Regions from separate parts of the Mus musculus genome. Here all the other regions are linked to region 4. The links are chromatin contacts, called in public Hi-C and promoter capture Hi-C maps. All regions are on one chromosome and are shown on one strand. The core of a region is the stretch at or near the end of the contact, and the rest is flanking DNA. Distances in the headings are between cores, read along the strand shown.

Region 1 (3,701 bases), core at 212-2,711, 180 kb after region 4:
CATTCACCCAACGAGGAAACCAGACTAAGCAAAAATGGAAAAAGGAAGAAGCTAGCTAACCAGCCTTCCCTCTTTCTGCTCCCTGACTGTGGACCTGGTAACATCAGCACTCCTCATTCCTACCTTTCTTTTATGACGAACCATATCTCTCCTTAACCCATGAACCAAAGTAAACCTTTCTTCCTTTGCACTGCTTCTGTCAGGTATTCCCTCATAGAGATGAGAAAATCAAGTAAAATCAGCTGAGAAGGCAGTGATGGCTCATGCCTTTGATGCGAGCATTCAGGAGGCAGACACAGGCAGATCTTCAAATCTGAGAGTAGCCTGTTCGTCAACAGATCCAGTTTCAGGATGGTCAGAGCTACACACAGAAACACACCCCCTTCCCTACCTCTCTTTCTCCTCCCTCTTCCCCTGTCCCAGGCATGTGCTTCTTATTGCCCCATTCACACCTTCACATTGTTGACAATAGATAGTGAGTTTGCCTTGCAAAGGCCAGAGCATAAGACCAGAGTAAAATCTCTGAACTTCCTGGGGAAGTTAACATGATTTGCCCTTTAACATATATGTATGAGGTATGTTTTAGAAGCAAAACTTTGTAACTTGAGCATTCATATCCAATCTATAAGAAATGGCTGCTGGGGAGAAGGGATGACTGGTAGCCATAGTCCTATCCTCTCAGCGAGCAATGCACCATTACGGTTGACAGGTAGAACTGTGGTCCATATTAGGAACAGGTTGGTGGAGAACCACACTGCTCATCCTTCTCTTGATGATCACAGGATATGGTGCTGAGGTCTGGCTTAGACTCCAGTCTGTAACAATGGAGTAACCAAAGAAAGAAGCTCTGGTGAGGTTGATCAGGACTGGCAAACAGCCAGTGATGGCCCCTGTCCCACTGACACTCAAAAGGAGCTTTCCTGCCAAGCAGTTTGGTTTGTATTGTCTGCCCTCTGTCCCTCACCCTCCATCTGGGAAAGGCGCTAATGAGGTGTTAATTAGCAAGAAGCAGGCAGTAGATGGCAAAAGAGAGCAGTGGCAGTCTGCAAAGAGCATCAGAGAGCAATCATCCCATAAGCAAAGTACAGGCTAGACTTTGGGGACATCTCTACCAAGGGGCTGGGAGCACCAAGGGAACAGACCATGCCACCTTTACCACCTCAGCAGCTGAGCCCCTCAACTCTCAGCAGAGCCCCATAACTCTTTCCTGCATTTGAATTCCAAGCATAATGTGGAATTAGAGGGGTGCCTCCTGCTGCAGCCTGCTGCTCTGCTACTCATTATAAAATCATCACCTCACAGTTCCCCCATGGCTGGCACCTCTTCTGCTATTTAATCTTTAGACAAGAGAACAAATTCCTCATCCTGTTTAGAATATCTTGGAGTGTGAGTTAAAGAAATACATTCCTCTTGGGGGATCATGCTACAAAAATGCCAGAAATGTGAGCCTGAGGGTTTTCATTTCAAGGGTAAATGATTGTTCATCCAGGGCTGAAGACAGTCAGGCTGATGGACGGCAGGAGGGCAGACTGCTAAGGCATTTGAAAAGGCAACTTCAGGTCTGGACTTCTTTCCTTCATGATTTGCTAATGACATGATTAAAAATATCAAAATACCAGGAAAACCTACACCCATGAAGAAGAACAGTGGGAGGTAATTAGATCAGACAGAGACTAAAGAATTTCTGGGAAAAAAAGTGTACCTGGGATGGAATGGGTATAGGAATGAGCTTCAGTGTGGTTTGACAAATATAGTTGGCAACCTCTCTATGTTCATGCATTTCACATCTGCAGATTCTATGCATCACAGGTCAAAGATACTCAAAGAAATGCATCTGCACTGGTCATGGGCACACTTAATTTTCCTACCATTACCTCTAAACAACACAGCATAGTTACTGTTTACAGAGTATGTCAGTCTGTTTTCTGTCATTATAACAAATACGCTGGAATTCTTCAACTTATAAGAAGATGGAATTGTTTAAGTTCATCGTTTGGGTTTTCTTTCTCTCCGCCCTGTGTTTGGTTCTGTGGCAGTCCATCATAGCAGGAGTGCATGTTGAAGAACCCATTCACTTAGTAGTTAAGAAAATAAAGACTTTCCATCCACAGTATTCTTAAGACTTCCCACTGGGCCCCCAGTCTTAAAGGTTCTACGAACTTCCAACATGCAGTGTAAGCTTTAACACATGCACATTTGAGGGACATTTATGATCCATACTCACATTGCATTTATATTGTATTGGATTTAATAAACCACCTATAGGTGATGTAGAGTAAAGGGAGGATGTGTGCAGACTACAGACCTCCTTGTAGGGCATTTGAGCATCCCCACTGTGGTCCCTAATCTGACTGACCTCAGAGGCTCACAGGTGACTCTATGAAGGAATTGCATGCCAGGGAAGGAAGTAAAGGAGTCTAACCTTACACTCCAAACAGGAGAAGGAAAAAAGGGAGTCGGGAAGCAGAGGCCTAGGTTTGCCAGCTGAGTTGATAAGGTAAGGAGGAAAGGTTCTCTGAGTCGTGTCTGAGGGCAGGGCTCAAGTAAGAGGAGTGGATGAGGAGCCTGTCCCCTGAAAGGGACCTGGACCAACGTATACACCTGTCTGTCACTGAAGCCCCTAGACACTTGCCCCCAGAACTTAAAAAAAAGGTCAATCTTGTTAAACATTAGAAATGTAGGTTGCATGAATAGAGGAAGAAGGAATACTCAGTACAGGAGAGAAAGGAAAAGATGGGGCATGTGTGTAAGGAAGTGGAGCCACTCTTCCTCTGAGGTCATCGAATTCCTCCAAATGATAGCTCTCAAGTATTGGGGAGCCATAAGGGACATGGGCTCCTGAGATACCTAGAAAGAGCCAAAGGCCAACTCTTCTAACTTCAGTTGTCAAGGATAATGAGAAGGGAGAGCACATGAGACAGATGCCACACACACAAACTATGTGCAAAGGTAGTCCAGGGAGAGGGGATGGGCCTCAATCAGGGGCTGGATCAACTGGGCAGCACGCACCAAAGAATGCCCTGTTTAAAGCCTGCCTGAAGATTAAGAGAAAAATATTTGTGGAGTCACCTTGCACAGCACTTCTAATAGTACATAAATAGTTCTTATTCTTAGATTCCAAAAAAACATTTCCTTCCCACAGCCAGAAGAGCCTTTATCTATAAAAATGCAAATTAGAGCATGCTAACATTCTTCTAGGGACTGCATCTTGCGCTATGAGTAAATCTCAAATGCAAAAATGGCTCTCTAGGGCCATCACTAGCTGGCCTGTCTCATCACACTCACAAAAACTTCCCTTCTGAGACTGGCTAATCCCACAGGCTGACCATGTAAATTATGAATCTCCACTCTCTGAATCATTTCCCTGCTGCACATCCCCCAACATAGGAGTGAGGGTCCCTGTTCTTATCCTAGCATCTTCTTTCCTTTGAGCACACAGAGCCTTTTCATCCTGGGCTTACCATGTGACTGTCTGTGGCCCAGCCTCTCTGGGAGTTCTGCTGTGGATGATGAGCATGTCGAGTTCATTTCCAGCTGTATCTTCCATCTCCATCAGAGATGCATGTCTAATAATTTGTGGAATAAAAGACAGATTGTGGACTGCAAAAAAAGAAGCCCTCCTCACTCATAAAAAGTGGGTACTAAGCCTCAGGGACTAGACTCAGTCATAAACCAAGGCATTGCCAGCTCCAAGGAGAATG
Region 2 (3,504 bases), core at 203-2,702, 210 kb before region 4:
TGTTCCCCTTCCCTCCTCTCTTTTCCTTCCTTCCTTCCTTCCTTCCTTCCTTCCTTCCTTCCTTCCTTCCTTCCTTCCTTTCTCCCTTCCTGATTTTTTCTTTGTTTTGTTTTGAGACAGGGTGCCACTATGAGCCCTGGCTGGCCTGGAATTTACTATGTAGACCAGGATGCCCTCAAAACTCATAGAGATCTGCTATGTATACTCCAGCCATCTATACCCAGAGACCCGTCCACGCAGACAAAGGGACCCAGAGGGTCTGCGACAGAGATCCACCTGTTTCTGCCTCCTGAAAGCTGGTATTACAGGCTTACATTATCATTGTCCAGCTAATATGTACTTCTTAATTCAGATCATTTCAACACTGTTTGGTATAAAAAGCCAATAGGAAGGTGATGATGGAGAAAGACAAGGCAGCTGGAAGGGAGCAAAGAAGGAATCAGACTGGGGGCTGGAGGAAAGAGGAGGTAGCAGCCATCAAAAGACAAAGCCGTCACGAGTGCTGGACAGCAGGGAGACTTGGAGACCTGATGCAGTGGCTCTACTTGGGAGCTCATAAGGACCGGGCAGCCTTCACACAGCAGGCCTTCTGACCTATAAGCTTCCTTCCCACAAGACCACATCTGACTTCATAGGAACAGTGACCATGCCCAGCATTAGGCTCCCAGTGGGGCCCATATTCTCTCTCTTTCTTTTTCTCTTCCTGTCTTCCTTTTTGTGTGTTGTGTGTTTTGTGTGTTGTGTGTTTTGGGTGTTGTGTGTGTGTCGAGGCCTGAGGATGGATGTTAGGCATCCTGCTCTTTCACCCTCCGAGGTATTCTCTTGATCCAGAGACTCTCACTGAACCTTCTGCTAAGCTGGGAGTCCTGCACAGTGCCCCGTCTCTGTCTCCCACAGGCTACAGGCACAGGTGTGGCCCCTGGCTAGCTTTTTATACTTGTTCTGGGATCTGAGCTCTCATCCCACATGTGCAAGAAGCATGGAATCCATATGTGTATTTTAGTGGTTTCTGTGGAAGGCACTGAGCGTTGTGCCACCCAACATCCTTTCAGCTTCAGGAAGAGTGAGGCACAGTTTGAGAGCATTCTGGGAAGGACACTGTGTAGTTGTTGCATTTCCAGAATGGCTCTGTTATGTGTCACCACCCTCTCTGGTTAGGCAAGATCTGCCTGCCTGATTTTGTCAATGGGAGACTGAGCAGCTACACATTATCTGGGAGGGCTTCCTAGAGTGGTTGCTCAGGAGGGCACATTATCTGGGAGGGCTTCCTAGAGTGGTTGCTCAGGAGGGAAGGGGGCAGGAGCCAGAAGAACCCAATTTGCAAAAGTTGAGCTGGGAAGTCTGTTCTTCCTCCCTTGGGCTGCTTTTAGCCCCCAGTGCTAAGAAAACAGCCTTTGTGGTGGCAGACTCATGCTGGGCCAGACATGGGGAGTGAGCACCACCCTCAGAACAGAAACAGGGCAGGAGCTGCACGGGGTTTCTAACTCCCATCTCAGTGGAATTCTGTAACCACAGACCACAGTCCAGACATGGAAAAACTGTATGGGATTCTGAAACTTGCTATTACCCCCGATTTTGTCCCACAGGGAGCAGAAGGAAGGCTGTCAGCAGGCAAAGGGCTAGTGCACAGTAAGGACCAATCCAAGGGGTGTGGGGAGGCTGTCTTGGGCTCTTTAAGAAGACTAAAAGGAGGAGGCCCAAGGGATTGGCAAGGTGAGGCCCATTAATGAGAAAGGATTCATTGCTAACACATCCTTGGGGTGGATCCAGGCTCTGTTCCCAAGAGGACATTTCCCCACTGTTCAGACAAGAAGAAACACTGAAGGCCTATGGCTGAACTAGTGAACTCAAAGGAAGGTCACATACTCGGGGTGGCATCAGGGACAGGGAGATGGGCTTGCTTATCATATAGCTTCCTGGTATGATTTAGGCTATAGACTCTCTGTCTGGCACATTATCCTCTTGACCATTTAGTCCCTATGCCTCCTGACATAATCTCCCACAGGTGGAAGGTCAGAGGGGGTTTCCAGAGCTCTCCACAGTGTCTGAGGTATGAGTGGCTGGGATCCTATGGCCAGTAGTGGTCCTGTGGATGGATGGGGGAGGGAGGGATAAGGGCCAGGCTGGGTTGGAACCACAGAACAGAAGCACCTCTCCCTCCCACTCAATTGCTGCTTCCCAGGAGGCCAGGGAGGGGTTAGTGGTACCCATTCCTGTCTGTGTATCCACTGCCAGCCTAAGTCTGACTCAGACCATCCTTACTTCTCCTAGGGATGTGCAAGGGCTGTAAAGAACTCCACACAACTCCGAACAGAACTCTGGGAGCTATTTCTTACTCTAAGCTTCTGTGATCTGCTTCATTTCAAGAAATGGCCCATGGCCAAAAAGCGCCTGAAACCCACTGATCTCTAGATGAATAATGTGCATTCCCAACTTAGAAAGTCAGAGTCTTCTGTTTGAATCTTCACTTGAGAGCTAGAGTGTGGGGCTGGGGTCCTCACTCAGTCATTAAGGGGTTATTGTCTTGCAAACACAAGGACCCAAGTTTGATACCCAGAATCCAGAACGTAAAATAAAGCCAGGTATGGTGGATGCACCTGTGTTTGTAATCTCAACAACAGGGTAGTGGAGACAAGCATCAGATCCTGAGGCTGGCCAGCCTTGATGACTTCCAGGCCACTGAGAGACCTTTTCTCAAAAAACAAGTGCCTGAAGAATGACACCCAGGGTTGTTTGTCTTCTGGCTTCCACCAGCATGCATACATACCCCTGTACACATGTACACATTTACTTCCACACACATACATGCAAATATAGCTGAGTGTGGGAAGAACAGATACAGCACGTGACCGAGCAAAACCTATTCTCCAGAATCACACACACAGTCAGTCCCAGCCCCTCCCAACCCCCAAGAGTGCATCCTGAAGGTCCTTGTATCCACTCATTAACAATTTACTAAGCACCTAGGGGTGACAGGTGCCACATGAATCACACAAGCTTTCCACTAGCTTGTGGCTCCAGAGAGATTTCCACACCCACATTGTAGTTGAGAGACTGAACATGTATAAGTAAGTCTATTGTGGAGTCAACATCAGGAAGCCTGATTCCTTGATAAGACATCATTTAAGGCTTCTGTTTCTATTTTAAGCAGTGTTACAGTGGAGAATGGTGGATGGATAGGAAAAGACATCAGTGGGGAGGAAACAGCGGGAAGGAAGTGAGGAGAGAATCCTAGCATTTAAGACACTCAAATTAACTTCCAATATGGGAGAAGGGAAGAAAAGAGCCTGTCAGAAACCTATGGTTATGGTGTTGGTTGACCAACAGTGATAGAGCAGGGCCAGAGCAGACACCAGGGAGGGACCAGGAGGGAGGGCAATGGACTGTTTTCGACTATGTTAGAATGGGGGGGGTGTGTGAAAGATTAAGTTCAGATTCTGGTTCAAACATCTGGATGGGTGACAATTTAGAGAAAACAGAAGGAGGGCTGATCTGGAGGATCAA
Region 3 (3,663 bases), core at 812-3,311, 130 kb before region 4:
GCTGTGTTTAGTGTGAAGGAGGTAATGGATCTGGGCAGGAAGGAGCATGATCAAGAGGAAGCAGAAAAACAGCACCACCATGCCACAGGCTTTCTGCGCTCCCAGAGTATGCTGGGGGCTTGGCTTGCCTGTCTCTTGATTCTTCTTATGGGTTTGAGCGGGGCTAAGCCAGCCACATGCGCTCCTGAGGGAAAAAGTGAGTGGATCTATTGGCTAGGCTTATTCAGAGATTGCCAAATGACCCAATAAAGAGAGGGGGCATTGGCTGGAGTTATTGGGGATATAGGTTCTCATCCTGCAGTGGCTGACAAGTGCCAGCCTCTACACCATGAAAGTGAAGTGTGCACAGGGGAGCAGAGAGCCTAGGGGTGAAAAAGAACAAGCCTTGAACATCTAGATCCAACTATTCTTGAAACTAATAGCATCCTTGGGGTTTTCAATTACACGTGGCAATGAAGTTTCTATTTTATTTAAGCCAATCTGAGTTGTGTTTCTGACATTCACTATGGAAACGGTCCCAACTAGTAAGGAGCCAGAAGGGAAAGCAAGATGAAAGTTCTTCCAGGTCTCTTTGATCTCATAAAACAGGGACCAAAGACTTCCTTTTCCACACTGCAGCAGCATGCCTGTCCCCAAGAAATGTGGGCCACCCCAGAAAGAAAGAAAACAGTGTTGTCACCACAGTAGGTAGGACCTGACCTGTGGACCTGCAAGTCTGAAGCCAGCCTAGATAAGTTAGAGACCTTGTCCCAAATGAAATTGAATTTTAAAAGGTTGGGGCTATTGCTCAGTGGTAGAGCATTTACCCAGCATGCAAGGAAGGCCCTAGGTTTAACTGTCAACACCATAGGAGAAAGGGGAAGAAGAAAAGAAAAGAAAAGAAAAGAAAAGAAAAGAAAAGAAAAGAAAAGAAAAGAAAAGAAAAGAAAGGAAAGGAAAAGAAAAGGGAAGGGAAGGGGAGGAAGGGGAGGGGAGGGGAGGGGAGGGGAGGGGAGAGAAGGGGAGAGAAGGGGAGAGAAGGGGAAAGAAGGGGAGAGAAGGGAAGGGAAGGGAAGGGAAGGGAAGGGAAGGGAAGGGAAGGGAAGGGAAGGGAAGGGAAGGGAAGGGAAGGGAAGGGAAGGGAAGGAGAGGAGACATTTTTCACACCATCTATTTAACCTCCTACTCCCAACTCTCACCTCTTTACAACCTCCACAGCCCTGCCAGGGACAATCATGGCATTTTACATCAGATCTTCTGATGGCTGCTCTCCACTCTCCTCACACACACACTCCAGCTATATTGGCCTGTTGGATATTTCTTTGGAGATGCCAAGACAGTGCTCCCCTGAGATCTTTTCCTGTGCTTTCCCCACTATCTAATATCCTTCTCCCTCCCCACACCCCCAGCCTGGGGGCTCAGTGCACACTCCTGTTCTTGGAGAGCTTTTGTGGATACCCCCTTCCCACTCTGCCCTCAGTACCTCTCAGTCTCTTTATTGCTTTCTTCAGTCGACACAGTTTATGGTCATGGATTTGATTAGGATGTGTGAACTCATGCAGGGAGGAACCATAGCCAGCTTTAATGCTACTCAGAATGTGGTTCTGTAACCAGTAGCCTCCACATTACTTGCAAGCTTCTGAGTAATGAGAGGTCCTGGCCCAGGCCACTGATTGACAATTTCTAGCAGTGGCTGTGCACACTGAAGTGTGCAAACTTCAATTTGCTGGACCCAGAGACACCTTTCTACCTCTTCTTGAGCCACAGGAAGAGTCTTGGCTGCTGTCATGTTACCTCTCTGCTCCCTGCCTTTCCCCCCAACATCATGTCTGCTACCAGGGTCACCACACATATGACAAAAGGCTAGTCAGAGCAGTCCCTCAGGAGGGTGATGAGAGAGGGATCCCCTGAGAGTTCTGAGGCAGACAATCACCCACAAAGGAGCTCTTCCAGTTGGGATATAACCAGAAGCTCCAGCTGGCCCGTGTTGGGTTGGGCAGGCAGGCTGGAAGGTCATGAGGCAGACCTAGCCTAGCAGGCCTGGCAGCAGTTCAGAGAGTCAGCCTCCCTCCAGGCTGCTGTTCTCATGCTCTCACAAACCCAGGAAGGGCTGAGACAGGGAATGTTTGCACAGCAGATAGACCTTCTCCACACCCTCCTCCCCTGGCCACAGTAGGTGCCAAGGGGCATGCCTGCTTTGGGTCCAGGCTGGACCCACAGTCCTTCTTTGATCTGAGAGACTTGTCTTTACTGGGTTATTTATTTGTAATAACTACTGTGGTTTCCTACTACTCCAAATACACCAACAGGAAGCCAGCAGGCAAGAGCTCTACTGTAGAACCAGTTGATTCTCTCAGAGCCTGGCTTACTGTGTTACCTGCGTCCCATCTCTCAGGTGTGACCTGAAGCCCTGGGCTATGCAACAAACGCCCACATTCTCAGGAAGAAAATGAGTTTTGGCAAGGCATGGCTGGAAATCGCATGGGCCTCAGCCTTATCTTCATTGGGGAAACATGTACTTTAATACTTTAGCACTTGCTTAAGATCATGAGCTGTGACTGGAAAATGCAAAACACAGATCCCTGCCTGTAGAAGCTCCTTCCAAGTCCCAGGATCCTTGATTGGCCACCAGGAGACACCAGGGCTCCACATAATTGCTTTCTTTATCAATACAAAATTCCACCGTGAGAATGCTCAAATACACAGGCAACTTTAAAGCACTTTACAGTGAACCTTACTGATCCACAACTCCCTGCTACCAGCAACACCATGCTCTGTTTGATCTTTCATGTAACTAACTACTCATTTATCCATGTTTCTATCCATTCAAAAATCAACCTTAGCTCTTTGATGCATTTCCAAGTAGAGTGAAGAAATTACTGCCTTTCTCATGTGTTTGATATACACATTTTACACTAGAGTTCAAAATTCATCCATGTGAATGAGGCACACAAAGCTGAAGAATGTGTGTATTGAGTTTGGGCAAATAGATTGTGCCTACTTAACCAAAGCCCCACAGAGACACTGAACAAGGCAGCTGTTCCAGTAAGCTCCTGCAGGCCCTTGCTCAGTCTAGTCTATTCACAGAGGGCAATCATTCTCCAGCTGAGAGTATCAGAGAACAGCATCTGGCCCATTGTGCAAGACTGCTCACACCCAGTGCACTTTAGAGATGTATCTTGGTTGCTGCATGTGTCATCAGGAGTTCATGCTAAGTCATAGCCAGTTATGCACATATATACTACATATGTCACATGGTGGCTTTGGTACTGCTGTTCTAGACAATTCCCATAAAGTAATACTGGAGACTAAAGAAGAGTGTAGCTTTGCTCTGAAAACTGAAATAGACAGTCAAGATGCTGTGAAAGTAGGCATTCTTGGTTCATATCCACTCCACAACTAACTGGGCCACATTGGGCAGATCCTGGTATAGTAGGCAGCCTGTCCGTGGGAGATACAGGCCACATTTCCGGGTGGATGCCAGGGATCACAGACAGCTCCAAAGTGTGTGTACATGGTACACTAAAGGGAGCTTTGGGGTCATTTGGACACAAGCACTTGAATGCAATGACAACAGAGTGATAACTGACATGGCTCCTAAGAGGCTAAAAGATAGCAAACACAGTGTGGATGCACTGACTTAAGAAATGTTCTGGGCAGGAAAGAAGGGGATGGATGCCCTGA
Region 4 (3,432 bases), core at 780-3,279:
AGAGAGCCAGCTCTCTCCCTCCACCTCTGGATTGCACAGGGGAAACTTTGGTCACCATGTCCACCCACAAAGCAGCCTGCACCCACTCAGCCATCCACCTACTCCACATATTTTTCTCCAGGCAAGGTCTTACTATGGCCCTGGCCAACATAGAACTCACCATGTAGCTCAGGCTAGCCTGAAACTTTGAGCAATCCTCCAGCCTCTGCCTCCCTCCAGAGTGCTGAAGCATATCCCACACCAGCACTCCACTCCCCGCTTCTGACAAATACTTCTGAAACCTGTTCTTGGGAGCAGGTGGCATGTGACTACTTGTGGATCCTCAGCCACTCCATCAGGATAGAATCCAGCCTCATCTGCCTACATCATTCTCCAAAAACTATACCCCAATTGAGGAGCCCTCCAAGACCTCAGAAGAATGTGAGCAAGCATCTTAGAGTGAATACTAAGTACTTCTCTGTTATACAAGCCATTTCTCAAGAAGCATAAGGGATAACTTATGAACATATGTGCAACACATATGGAAATAAAGTCATTATTACTGGCCATGTACTTAGCTTAGCAAATAGACGTTTCATAAAAACGATACAAAGGTCTCTAAAAAGAACAGTGCCTACTGTCATTCTGGGGACTTATTCCTCTAACGAAATCCAAGCTCATTACACACAGGACCTCAGGTACGGTTGCCACCTGTGCTATGGGGATTGCATGGGAAGGTCACAAGCACCAAAACTGGTCAGGTCACTTGACTTTCCCGCAAACCAAATGTCTAAGTTCAGAGTAAAACTTAAGTTAGTTCCCCCCCCCCCCAACCTGGTCTGTCCTCAGAATATAACAATTTGTGCTTAGCATATAAAAGACCCTGAATAAATACTTTCCAGTTTTATGAACGCTAACTCAAGGTCAAGAGATTTCCTCACGCCTATAACACTCTGCGCTACTGGTGGTGTTTAGGGAAGGTTCTTCAGCTAACTTCCTGATCTCCCAGTGCCACATACTCTGCGGGACCAGGAGGCAAAGTCCTCCCCACACCCGACCCGACCCAGCCTTAAGGGCTGCACAGGCATCGCCCCAGGGACACTTTCTACTTGGAAAGTCTTTTAGAGGTCATCGTCTCTCCCCAGCTGTCAAGGGCTCTGAAAACCCCAAGGTCACTTCTACCAGACCTTCGGGGTCTGCGCGTAGCTCAAGACACAACTCAAGCCCAACCAAGTTGGTTTGGCCGGTACATTGGCATCCCCCACAGCGGCCACGTGCGTTTAACCGGAGCCACAAAGACTCCAGGCCGCGCGGGCCAGTGAAAAGCAGGCAGGACCCTTTAAGTCTGAGCTCTCCATCCCCGAGGGCTGTTGCAATCTCGAGCGAATGCAACAATCCGGGAGCACAAGCCCGCACCCCAACCGTGGCTCGGGGCTCACCGGGTGCGCAGTGCCTGCCACGCGGCGTCGATGTCAGCGTAGAGATTCTTTTCGGAGGGCTTGCCGGAGCTCACACCATAGCCCGAGTAGTCGTAAGAGAAGATGTTGCAGTTGATGCGCGAGCCCAGGCCGATGTAGAAGCTACACATCTGGCCCAAGTCCACGGCGTTGCCGTGCGAGAAGAGCAGCGTGTAGCGGCTGGAGGGCGCGCAGCGCACGAACATGCAGCCCAGCCGGTTGTCGCGGGCCGTGCGCGAGAAGAAGACCTCGACGGCGTCCAGTTCGCGCTGCGAGTACTGCCAGTCGGCGCGCTCGCTCAGGTGCAGGCTGCACGCGCCGGGGCCCGCACCCTCCTCGGCCGGAGCGGGCTGCGCCGCCGGGGCGGGCGCGGGGGTCGCCGCGGGAGCGGGCGCGCGCTGCTCGGGCGCCAGCACCGTGTAGGTGGGTTCGGGCGGCAGGAAGGCCAGCTTGGCGGCGATGCGGCTCGGACAAGGAGGGCAGCAGAAGAGCCAGCACAGCTCGCCGAGCGAGAAGCCGTTCATCCTGGGGCCGGGCTCGGGCATCGGGGCGGCCTGGCGCCCGCCGCGGGCGGGAGGGAAGCGCAGGGAGCGCAGAGGGAGAGCGCCGAGAACTGGAGGCCGGCCGAGAAGGCGGAGAGGCCAGGGGCGGGGCCAGGCGGGCGCGGCGCGGCGAGCGGGGCGGGTCAGCGGCAGCCCCGCAGCCCCGGCGAGGTGCGGACGGCCGGGGCTCGCGCGCGGCACACAAAGCCCGCGGCGGCGGCGGCCATGGCCCGCTCCAGCGCGCCGCCCCGCCCCCGCACGCTACTGCCACTTCCGGGTTACCGCGCCGCGCGCCCCCACAGGCGGGCGGGGCTACCCATCGGAACGGACGCCCCAGTCTGAAGCAGGACTCCCCGGGCTGGGCGGGGCTCCCGCCTCTTGGGCGGGAGTTAGCGCATCTGGGCGGGGCTACTCGTTAGAACAAACTCCCCGGTCCGAAGCGAGGCTCTGGAGTCTGGGGCGGGGCTTAGCGCGATTGGGGCGGGGGTCTGAAGAGATTAGAGCGGTTGGGACAATCCTGGATTGAAAAGGTAGGTGTGCAGATACTTTAGGATTCAGTTCTCCAAAACCAGCTTTCTGTCCTGGTGGAGTTATTGGGAATTTATGTAAAAGATAATTATTGAGAAAGAGAATTGAGTACATTAAAAATGCCTTGCTTTCCTCTAATCAATGCTATTTTTTTCTCTTTTGGTTGTTTGAGACAGTTTAGCCTACACTGGTTTAGAACTCACATGCTTCTAGCCTCTACCACCACTTGCTGAGATTCAAGACTTCTTGAACAGCCACTACCATAAATGCTCTGGTCCATCTCGTACGTGTTCCCGTGTTGCAGGCGGCTGTTGGGTATGTACAGCTACGCAGGTCTTTCTGTAATAACAATTACAGCAGAGCCTGTTGGTTTTACAACAAATGGTGTCAACACGGTCCTCTCTCACCCCCATCCCTTACATCATCCCCTGTGGTGCCAACTGGATACTCCATATCTGTCCTTTTTGATGTTAGTTTCTCTAGAACTGTTTTGGCGCCAGACTTTTTAATCATGAAAGACATGTTACAACGATTTTAATCCACTATTGTCTTGGCTATAGGCTTTAAGTGATTTTCCAAATATAACTCTCAGGGCTTCTGAAACCGTGTGAACCCTGGTGTCCGGTTGGCAGAGCCTCTCCTCTGGACTTTGGCACCAGGCTTTCCTTTCAGGGGTAGGAGGTCATTTTAGGCTACCTGCAATGAATACAACCAGAGCCCCAGTGGGCAGTCACCATTCCAGACCTCATAAATGTCCCAAGAAGGATTACAACATTTTTTAAACAAAAAGAATTTTGAGCATCCTAATATAAATTGATTTACCAGTACCACTTTAAGTAGTAACCTTGTGGACTGAGTTTTCAAAGGCCGTATCTTCACTGAATCCCCAAAAGCCTGCCCACAACGCCTCTCCAAGTCTGTTTTAA

What was found. Promoter capture Hi-C pulls out the DNA fragments that hold promoters and counts their contacts. A called contact is a pair of places that touch in the nucleus more often than the background predicts.
Region 1: a contact with region 4 is called in a promoter capture Hi-C map of cranial neural crest. The contact joins the enhancer-like site here to the promoter of Abhd17c in region 4. A contact is called at or near these places in 4 of 39 promoter capture datasets (cranial neural crest, embryonic stem cells, frontonasal cranial neural crest and 1 more), 2 of 484 Hi-C or Micro-C datasets (the HPC-5 cell line and muscle stem cells), 2 of 115 datasets of contacts at active chromatin or transcription factors (fibro-adipogenic progenitors and oligodendrocyte precursor cells) and 3 of 9 other capture datasets (adipose tissue, macrophages and pancreatic islet).
Region 2: a contact with region 4 is called in a Hi-C map of reprogramming fibroblasts, with 4 times the contacts expected there. The contact joins the enhancer-like site here to the promoter of Abhd17c in region 4. A contact is called at or near these places in 8 of 39 promoter capture datasets (the 3T3-L1 cell line, 3T3-L1-derived adipocytes, cranial neural crest and 4 more) and 2 of 484 Hi-C or Micro-C datasets (nephron progenitors and reprogramming fibroblasts).
Region 3: a contact with region 4 is called in a Hi-C map of colorectal tumor organoids, with 1.8 times the contacts expected there. The contact joins the enhancer-like site here to the promoter of Abhd17c in region 4. A contact is called at or near these places in 2 of 484 Hi-C or Micro-C datasets (colorectal tumor organoids and epidermal suprabasal cells) and 1 of 115 datasets of contacts at active chromatin or transcription factors (pancreatic cancer cells).

The regions. Positions count from the first base shown.
Region 1 is chr7:84,328,045-84,331,745 of GRCm38.p6, forward strand. All of the region lies in intron 5 of Arnt2 (aryl hydrocarbon receptor nuclear translocator 2), which reads right to left. Among named protein-coding and RNA genes, the nearest start is that of Gm25790, 6.5 kb to the left of the region's middle. Within about 2 kb of position 1,462, at least 46 of the 459 cell types and tissues checked have an H3K27ac peak or open chromatin away from gene starts, as enhancers often do.
Region 2 is chr7:83,938,054-83,941,557 of GRCm38.p6, forward strand. The region is part of intron 27 of Cemip (cell migration inducing protein, hyaluronan binding); the gene reads right to left. Among named protein-coding and RNA genes, the nearest start is that of Gm30440, 30 kb to the right of the region's middle. Within about 2 kb of position 1,453, at least 27 of the 459 cell types and tissues checked have an H3K27ac peak or open chromatin away from gene starts, as enhancers often do. A contact at or near this core is called in reprogramming fibroblasts, where this site is marked.
Region 3 is chr7:84,016,465-84,020,127 of GRCm38.p6, forward strand. The region is part of intron 1 of Cemip (cell migration inducing protein, hyaluronan binding); the gene reads right to left. All of the region lies in intron 4 of Gm30440 (a long non-coding RNA gene), which reads left to right. Among named protein-coding and RNA genes, the nearest start is that of Gm30440, 48 kb to the left of the region's middle. Within about 2 kb of position 2,062, at least 46 of the 459 cell types and tissues checked have an H3K27ac peak or open chromatin away from gene starts, as enhancers often do. A contact at or near this core is called in colorectal tumor organoids, epidermal suprabasal cells and pancreatic cancer cells, where this site is marked.
Region 4 is chr7:84,149,864-84,153,295 of GRCm38.p6, forward strand. Abhd17c (abhydrolase domain containing 17C) reads right to left here and starts at 2,030. Exons shown (of 3, transcript NM_133722.2): 1 at 1,419-2,030. The coding sequence starts at 1,981. LOC117997403 (a long non-coding RNA gene) reads left to right here and starts at 2,277. Exons shown (of 3, transcript NR_169136.1): 1 at 2,277-2,508; 2 at 2,683-2,821.